2 separate regions of the Ovis aries genome follow, and region 2 is linked to region 1. A link is a contact called in public Hi-C data. All regions are on one chromosome and are shown on one strand. The core of a region is the stretch at or near the end of the contact, and the rest is flanking DNA. Distances in the headings are between cores, read along the strand shown.

The links. Hi-C and Micro-C count contacts between places; a contact is called where the count stands out from the background.
Region 2: a Hi-C map of skin fibroblasts shows a contact between it and region 1, with 1.8 times the contacts expected there. The contact joins the enhancer-like site here to the promoter of COL8A1 in region 1. A contact is called at or near these places in 4 of 16 Hi-C or Micro-C datasets (retroperitoneal adipose tissue, skin fibroblasts and tail adipose tissue).

Annotation. Positions count from the first base shown.
Region 1 is chr1:164,840,263-164,844,247 of ARS-UI_Ramb_v3.0, forward strand. COL8A1 (collagen type VIII alpha 1 chain) reads left to right here and starts at 1,757. Exons shown (of 5, transcript XM_060416596.1): 1 at 1,757-1,835.
Region 2 is chr1:164,955,842-164,960,197 of ARS-UI_Ramb_v3.0, forward strand. The region is part of intron 2 of COL8A1 (collagen type VIII alpha 1 chain); the gene reads left to right. It overlaps FILIP1L (filamin A interacting protein 1 like), which reads right to left. Exons shown (of 9, transcript XR_009600904.1): 7 at 4,057-4,199. Among named protein-coding and RNA genes, the nearest start is that of CMSS1, 62 kb to the right of the region's middle. Within about 2 kb of position 2,405, at least 9 of the 54 cell types and tissues checked have an H3K27ac peak or open chromatin away from gene starts, as enhancers often do.

The sequences.
Region 1 (3,985 bases), core at 507-3,006:
GAGGAGTTTTTTTTTTTGCTCCTCCTCCCCCGCAATTTGGGTAAGTGTAGGCACATTTTCAATTCTCATAACTCAAGAAGGAGAGTGCTACTGGCATCTGGTGGGTAGAGGCCAGAGATAGTGCTCAACATCCTATAATAGCCAGAAAAAGTTCTCACCAGAATTATCTGGACCAAGATGTCAACAGTACCCAGTTCAACATATTCGGCTCTTGGTCATCATTTTTCCTTCTCTTGGAGTCTGATAACCTCTCCCCACTCCACACACAAAGACATCAGGACTAACCTGAGGCCAGGTCAGGCATTCTATATGGTGGCCTCATGTGCAGAGTACACGTGCTCTGGAAGCTCACCAAATACGGCTCCCCTTCTTGCTAGCTTGAGCTAGTTGCTTAACCCTTTGAAATTCCTTTCTTTAAAAAAAAAAAACTACACAATATGAATCATATTTGACTCCATAAGGCTGTGGTGAAATGAATCAAGTTTCATGTGTGAATATATTACTATACATTTATATAGTTATATATCAATATTGTCAGTAAAAGTTATTTCCCCTGTTCTTTTCAGGCCCATCCATCCATCTCCCTGCCTCTTTCTTTCCCCTTGTCAGTACCCCTCACCCTCAAGGCTCAGGTTCTCTCTTTTCAAATGCTTTAATTCCTGTGGTGGCAAAAATCAAACTTGGGCTAGGAAGTGAGTCACGGCTCAGCAGCTAAAGGAGTTTGTTTTTCTTTCTCTGAATGTATTTCTTAAGAATTTCGGCCTGATCCTTCAGCCTCTTGTTGGTTGAATCCTCTTAATGTTTAAGACACACAGAGAGCTATGGCACCAAGACGTTTTCCAATTGCTAGGAATGAGAGTTTTTAAAATACCGAAAATAACCAGAGGGCAGAGAGCCCTGCAATCCTGTTACATAAGCAGATGTTGGAGGACCGAGGCTGGTTTTGAGGTTCCTTTCTCCACAAGCCAATCTCCGCTGATCCTCTCCAACCTTTGCTGGATTTACCTTAATGCTGCAGAAGTCTCCCGAGGGGCCTCTGGATGCTGCGCACTACCGGCAGCACCAGGAGAACTTGCTGGTCACAAAGCACAGTGGGGAGTGATGAGTGAAGGGCCGGCTTTCACCCGCGGGGGGTGGGAGACCAGGACGCAGGAGGGCGGCCGGATGGCAGCCGGCTGTGGCCAGCCCTTCTCCGCGCCCATCCAGAGCTCGGGATGCGCTACTCCGAGGGCCAGCTTCCCCTCCTTTCCCTTGCCTGTGAAATTCCAAATATTCCTGAACCGTTATTTAGGTTTACGAATTCACAGAAAATACCTATTGTTATTCTCCGTCACTCACAACTCGCTCCCCAACACCACTGCCATCTAAAATGTCATACAAAATGGCAAATCATCAAAATTCTGCTTTCCCTCCGTATCTTGCTTGTTTGACTGTCTCAGTCTCCTGGTCGTTTTCTCCCCAGTCTTTTCCCTGTCTGTGGACTACATCCCTTTATAAGTTTTCTCTCTTGTCTCTCTCTGTCTCTCTTTTTCTCTCCTTCTCCCTCCTCTCCCGTTTCCACTGCTTCCTCCGCTCCTCCACCCTCCTCCCTCCCCGCCCCTCCTCCCTCTCTCCGGCTCCTGGCTCTGCCCTCGCCGCCCCTCCCCAGAGAAGAGTGTCCAGCTTCCCGGGGCTGCCCGCCCGCCGCTGCTCCTCTGCCCACCTACCATGAGGAGCGGCTCCTCCCACCTGCCCATAAAAGCCAAGTGCATGTTACCAGCAGCGGATCAGAGCACTTTCCCGGTCCTCTCCTGTGGGAGCCCCCGAGCCTCTCTCCTGGATCTTACTTGCTCAAGGTAAGATAACCCTTCTGCAGGCATCTGACCTACTGGGGGTTGCTTTGGGGGAATCAGTTTCCCCTGGTCAACGTGCTTACTGTTTGGTTAGAGCTGATTCTTATGGATGCCAGATCGGCTGCTCCTTTAAACCAGCAACTGGTTTGAAAACAAACTTCTGTTTGAACGGTAAAATAAAAGTTCGTTTGGGGCAGAAACAGCAGCATAAATATTGCAAAAACCTTTTCGCCTTTTAAATCACTTTTTCCCCTGGTTGCTGGCTGTTGCCGAGGTTAAAGTGTATCTGTTTGGGGTGTTTTCCTGATCGCTTTTCATTGTAAATATTTCACGTAACAGTGGGGGCAAGGAAAACTTTGTCCCATTGTCAAAAATGTACTTTAAAAGAACACAATTAGTTTCCTAAAAATAGCACAAAGGTCTGCTAACAATTTTGCCATGTTTTCCAAACCCCCAAGACAGCTTCTGTGAGTCCTTTAAAAAATATCTTTCCAGGTTTAAGTGCTTGGAAAAAATGATGCCAACGGGTACCCTTTGCCCAGAGACCATAATCAGGTGGCTGGTAGATAGGAAAGAACAAATCCAAATTGACAAGCTACGGCACAACGTGAGAGCACAAAATTGTCTTTTCAAGACGTCCTAAAATGAGAATTGTGCTGGAATAGAAGTGTATAAAAGAACTTCATGAATTTCTATACACACACCTAAACATAAAGCATTTCAATGTGTTCCACAGTCAGAGAAAAATACAGGCCAGATTATCCAATACTTCTGTTTACACCCGAGGGTTGTAAAGAACGATCAGCTTGAAGGCTTTGGAAGTTTGATCCCTGCTTGTCACCTTCTTTTTCCTTATCTAGTAAAAATTGATCTGATTGCCAGAGAGATAGTCTTTAAGCTACCCTCATTTTTAAAGACTTCGGACTTTACAGCCTGATCTCTGAGGTCTGAGAATATGTGTCGTGCACCTGTGAAGGAAAAACGTCCTCCGCAGCTACTTCTGGAAAACCAGACACTTAGTCCATGAAGTTTGCAGTCAGAATCTGCGGGCTGTGTGGGATGAAACTCTCTCATGTGGGAGAAAAACCCTCTTCAAATATTTCCTCTGGGGAATTGCACAAGACAGCTGAGAGACGGCAAACCAAAGCTGGCAGTCAGGAAACCGAACCACTGTTTCAGCCCTCAAGGTTCTTAAAGTAGGAGAGGAAAAGGTTTCCTTTTTTTTTTTTTTTTTTTTTGGTTTGTTTATATTGTTTCTCTTGAAAAAGGAAAAGTCTCCAAAGCTGTAAAAAATTCTTCACTATTAAAGAAAATAGAATCATTAGAAGTTTAGCTAAGGGTCTTCCAAACCTTTCCCCCTTATCGTTTGCATATCAAAAGAAATAATAAAGATATTTAAAATTTCTACTTGGCATGGAGAGGATTCAATGCTATTATTCAAATGAAAAAGTTATATGTCAAACTTCCTGTCATGCGAAATTTTGCTTCATTGGAAAAAATTATTACTAGGAGTGCGGTTTCCTTTAAGAAAATGATATAAAATTACTATTGGCCATGATAATATGTGACCTGAGCATATTAAAATACCTTTTATCTCAAGCCACAGTGCAGACTGCTTGCTTCATATTTGCTGTAAGTGGCAAGAGCACAGGTGTGGGACCAGGCCAAACCAAGTGTGCGGTATGTCCAAGCTAATTCCTCTTTTATGTTAGTGCCGGATTCACGCCCATCACCACGAGGGTGAAGAGACACTGCTTCATTCACCAGATCCCCTTGAGGAAAGTTATCTTTTCTGGGAGGGAAAAAAAAAAAAACGTGCTGCCAGTGTAAAAGAGCTCCCTGTTATTCCTAAATGTGGGGATGAAAAGTGTTCCCCCAGGGTTTGCTTCTGCTTTTCCTGGCAGTTAATCCACTCTACCAGCTATGAACCATTTCACAGTAACTGCTTTCCCCATGTGCCATCACATTCAACACCCTAAATAACTAGATGAGATCATCCTAGACTGCTCATGACCTCACTTTCCCAGGGGTCTTTACCAGACACTAAAAATGACACTTTCTCCATAGTTTCCTCCTTAAGTTTATAGAAAGATCAGTAGTGGGGAGTCATGGAGTCCCCCCAGCGTCTCCCCCTTTGCACAGGATATAGAGGC
Region 2 (4,356 bases), core at 1,155-3,654, 120 kb after region 1:
GAAAAACATGCTGAGGCTGCTAAGATCTACAGTAAAAAACAAAGTTTCTATCTATGAAATTGTGAAGAAGAAAAAAGAAATCCATGCAGGTTTTGCAGTCACATTATAAACTGTAAAAATTATGCCCCCAGTGTGTGATAAGTACTTAATTAAAATGGAAAAGACATTAACTTTGTACAATAAGATATTTTGAGAGAGAGGCCACATTTACATAACTTTCATTATACTGTATTGTTATAATTGTTCTATTTTGTTATTAGTTACTATTGTTAATCTCTTACTGTGATTAATTTATAAATTGAATTTTATCATAGGTATGTAGGTATAGGAAAAAACATAGTACATAGGGCTTGGTACTATCCAAGGTTTCAGGCATCCAGTGGGGTCTTATCCACAGATAAGGGGGTATTGCTATGAACAGCTACCAGCTCCCAGATATGGGTTTAAAATTTTTATAACATATATATTGAAGCATTTAATTTTTTCAATTCTTCAAAATGAAATCATCTCATGTGGAATAAGTAAAGAAATGTTTCTACCTACAAAAGATACCACAATGCAAAAAAAAGAGAGAGAGAGAGAGAGAGAGAGAGAGAGAGAACCAACTTGGAATCAACTTTGAACTTGCTCTGCAACTTTGGTCAGGATGCTTAACCTCTCTGGGCCCTGCTTCCTTCATGTATGAAATAGAAAAAGTGAAAATGTAATTTACATGGCTGGAAGTTCTTTAAAGCTAGACTACATTTTTGAGACACTACTCAACTTATCCTGTGAATGTGGTCATGAGAGCAAATAGAAAGACAATGGCTTTTCTCAAATTGTCCTGCACACAGGACAGGCAACGGGACAGCAAGTTTGATCTCCTGGTCTATTATGCAGAAGTGCTAGAGGTAGTAAGGACACTCGCAGTGAATGCACAGGAGTAAAGAGCTCAGTGATGGAGGTCTGTGTTTCACTTTTCTTCCTGGGCGCTGCCCTCAGCCTGTACACCTGAACTCTACAGCCCTGTGTGTCCCTGCCTTCCAAGAGTCCTCACGAAAGCACTTTTGCAGAAAAGTTGAATCTTTGCTGGTGGATTGAGGTCTAACTCCCCTCACTCCAGACTTCTTTTATCAGAGATTTCCTGGATTTAAAAAGCTGGTCGCTGCTAATCCTTCTAACTCCCTATCTAAGACTTCTCAGTTACCAAACCATGTCTAACCTCAATAACTACAAGATCGTTATCAAACCAAAATATTGACACTAGTGGTACAGAGATACACATGTTGGCAATTGCTTGGTGCTGAGTTCTGACTGGATAGAGAAATGAGTATTTCCAGCACCGGATACAGGATCTTTTGGACGAACACATGAATGTAATTATGTATTACAATGTACATACTTTTCCTTCAAAGAGCTCAGGTTTCTATAAGGTTACTTTTAAAATAAAGATACTCAAAATAAGGTAAGGTAAGGTGCCTAAGTAATGGTGGCTCAGGATAAGTCTTTATGGAGAGATCCTAAAACTTGCTGATATCGAAAATGTTTCCTCAGTATCTAAATCAGTCAAACGCAGAGTAACGGGAAGAGAATGGTAATTGCCAGGGACTGAGAGGAGCAAAACTGGAGAGCTGCTGTTCAGTGGGTATAAAGTTCAGTTGTGTGAGATGAGTTAAGTTCTAGAGATCCGCTGGAGAACACTGTATTGGTGGTTAATGACGCTACGTGTGCGTGCCTAGCCGCTCAGTCGTGTCCGGCTCTTTTCAACACCATGGACTGTGCCTGTCAGGCTCCTCTGTCCATGGAATTTTCCAGGCAAGAACACTGGAGTGGGTTGCCATTTCCTACTCCATAGTGATGCTGTACTGTATCTTTAAGAGCTTAAGAGGTTAGATCTTGTGTTATCCATTCTTACCATGAAAGAAAGAAAGAAAGGGGGTAGGAAAGAAGAAAGGAAGGCAAGGTTGTTGCTGTCCATGTAAGGCAGACTTTAAAAACTAATAACTTTGAGATACTGGTGTTTTAGGGAAATAGGACTAGTTTTCAACATTATTCTTTGTGATCCATGCAATGTCGTATAACCATAGCTTTCTTCAAAACTTATATTTAAAACACTATGCAGTTATCAAAATAAGAATTAAATTTTAAAAGAACTACAGAGGCTGTCATAATTTCTGATGCAAAATAAATAAATAAACAACAGGAACATCTCATAAACTTTGAGCTTGTGGTAATTTCATTTTCCAAAATAAGGAAGCCTAGGGTAAAATTAGTTTCCCGAAACTTATAAACCTCTACTGGTGTTAGTTAATTCGATTTCAGAATTAATGTTTTTTAAGTGAAAGGAGTTTTTAATTCCAGAGGTTCTGGGAAACGTCAGCACCTTGTCAAGGTTGAGCCATGTTTAGCAACAGTGACATTCCACTGCCCCGTGGACTCCACCCTGAGACAGAATCCTAAACCAGGCAATCAGCCTGATCCAGTGCGATGTTTCTAGATGTTCTCTTACAAAATAGTTTCAAAGACCCATGACTAGAGAATTACAAAATCATGCCTTCCGTTTAGAACATGTTTATAAATATGCATAATGGAAGCTTAGCTCTCCACTCTTTCAAGAAGTACAAGGTAAAAGTCCATGGTTCAGTTCAAAGGAATGTTAAATATCAGCCTGAGATTTATACTCTTGGGAAAGAATGTTACAGTGGAAAAAGGGAAGAAATGTGCTTGGTTTGTGAGCCAGTGGCTCTTTTGTGAGAACCAGAGTCTTGAACTTTGAGGCAGCCGTGTCGTACTGAGCATGGCCACAAAGGCCTGAGGACAGTGCCATGACATCACCTATATATGATTGCTGCTGCTGCTGCTGCTGCTAAGTCACTTCAGTCATATCCAACTCTGTGTGACCCATAGACGGCAGCCCACCAGGCTCCCCTGTCCCTGGGATTCTCCAGGCAAGAACACTGGAGTGGGTTGCCATTTCCTTCTCTAATGCGTGAAAGTGAAAAGTGAAAGTGAAGTCATTCAGTTGTGTCCGACTCGTAGAGACCCCATGGACTGCAGCCTAGCAGAGCAAGGAAATGCTTTGAGGGTATAGCCAAAATCACTGTAAATCTGGATAAAGCCAGAACTAAGTAAACAGTATTTTTCAAATAGATACTGGAATTATTTGATGTACATGCAAAGTAAACAGAAGGAACCCCAAATTCCAAGGAAATACGGTTTCTTTGTCAGGTCCCCTCTCTCAGAGAATGCCTCCTTTATCGTACTTCAGCTTGTCTGATGGATACTATTATAATTAGTTATAACTTTTTTATAGATAAAGACATGAAATTCTAACAGCATATAAAGAAAGGACCTTACTATCTTCTCTATTGTTGTGTCCCCAGAAATTAGAATGGTACTTGGCATACAGCTAGTACTCAGCAAATTTTTGTTGAATGAATGAACAAAAACTGGAATAAACTGCTAAGTCAAAGGAAAATACAGAAAGTAAAAAAGGAATCTTCTCTTCCCAATTGTTTTTATGTAAAAAGCCATATTGTCAGCTGAAATCTAATAAAAATTACAAGAGAAAATTTTCTTTCTGGGGAGCAGCTCTTATCTAATGTACTTTTTTTCTCAGCTGCCAGCCTTGGGTTCTCATTGCCCCATATATTTACAACATACATTGGCATTCACTGAGCATAACAGATCTTTATCTTGAGTTTCACTGGTTTTTATGTAGTCTACATACTTCACTCCATCTTTATCATCTTTGACAAGTGAACATTACCAAACTGAAGAGTTAAATTAAAAATTGAATAACTGACAGGCTGGCAACCACAAATGTTCATTTCTTTTGACCACCCACTCAATTCGAAAATTCTAATTTGTCTTAAATTTACATCAGTTCATGCTTCTTTAATTTTTTTTTTTTTTACATCAGTCCATTCACCCTAACCAGTTCTGACCTCAAGCCGTATTGCATAGCAGTGGATTGAAGCTAGTAGAGAGAGAAAAATATGAAACAAAAAAGGAAGCATCCTTTTAGGAAAGTTAATGACAAAACAGAAGCCTCACACATCTAAGGTATGGACCTACCTGGAATCTGGTCTGGATTTTAGAGGCCGTTATCACTCAGCCTTGACTGGATCCACATGAATCTATTCTTTTATCCAATGTTGTATCCAATGTTCTTTGAGATCCTTGACTCAAAGACCTTTTAGAAATGTGTACAAGTCATTCTAAAGTGAGAAAGTGAGTAAGATACATTCTAGTAGAAAGTCAAGGGGAGAGAACATAAACCTTTCCCATCCCCCTTTTGGTGACATTACATTGTAAAAATAGATTTGGGGAGGAGCCTAGGGGAGGAATTTCAGTTAAGCTAATCTAATTACAAGT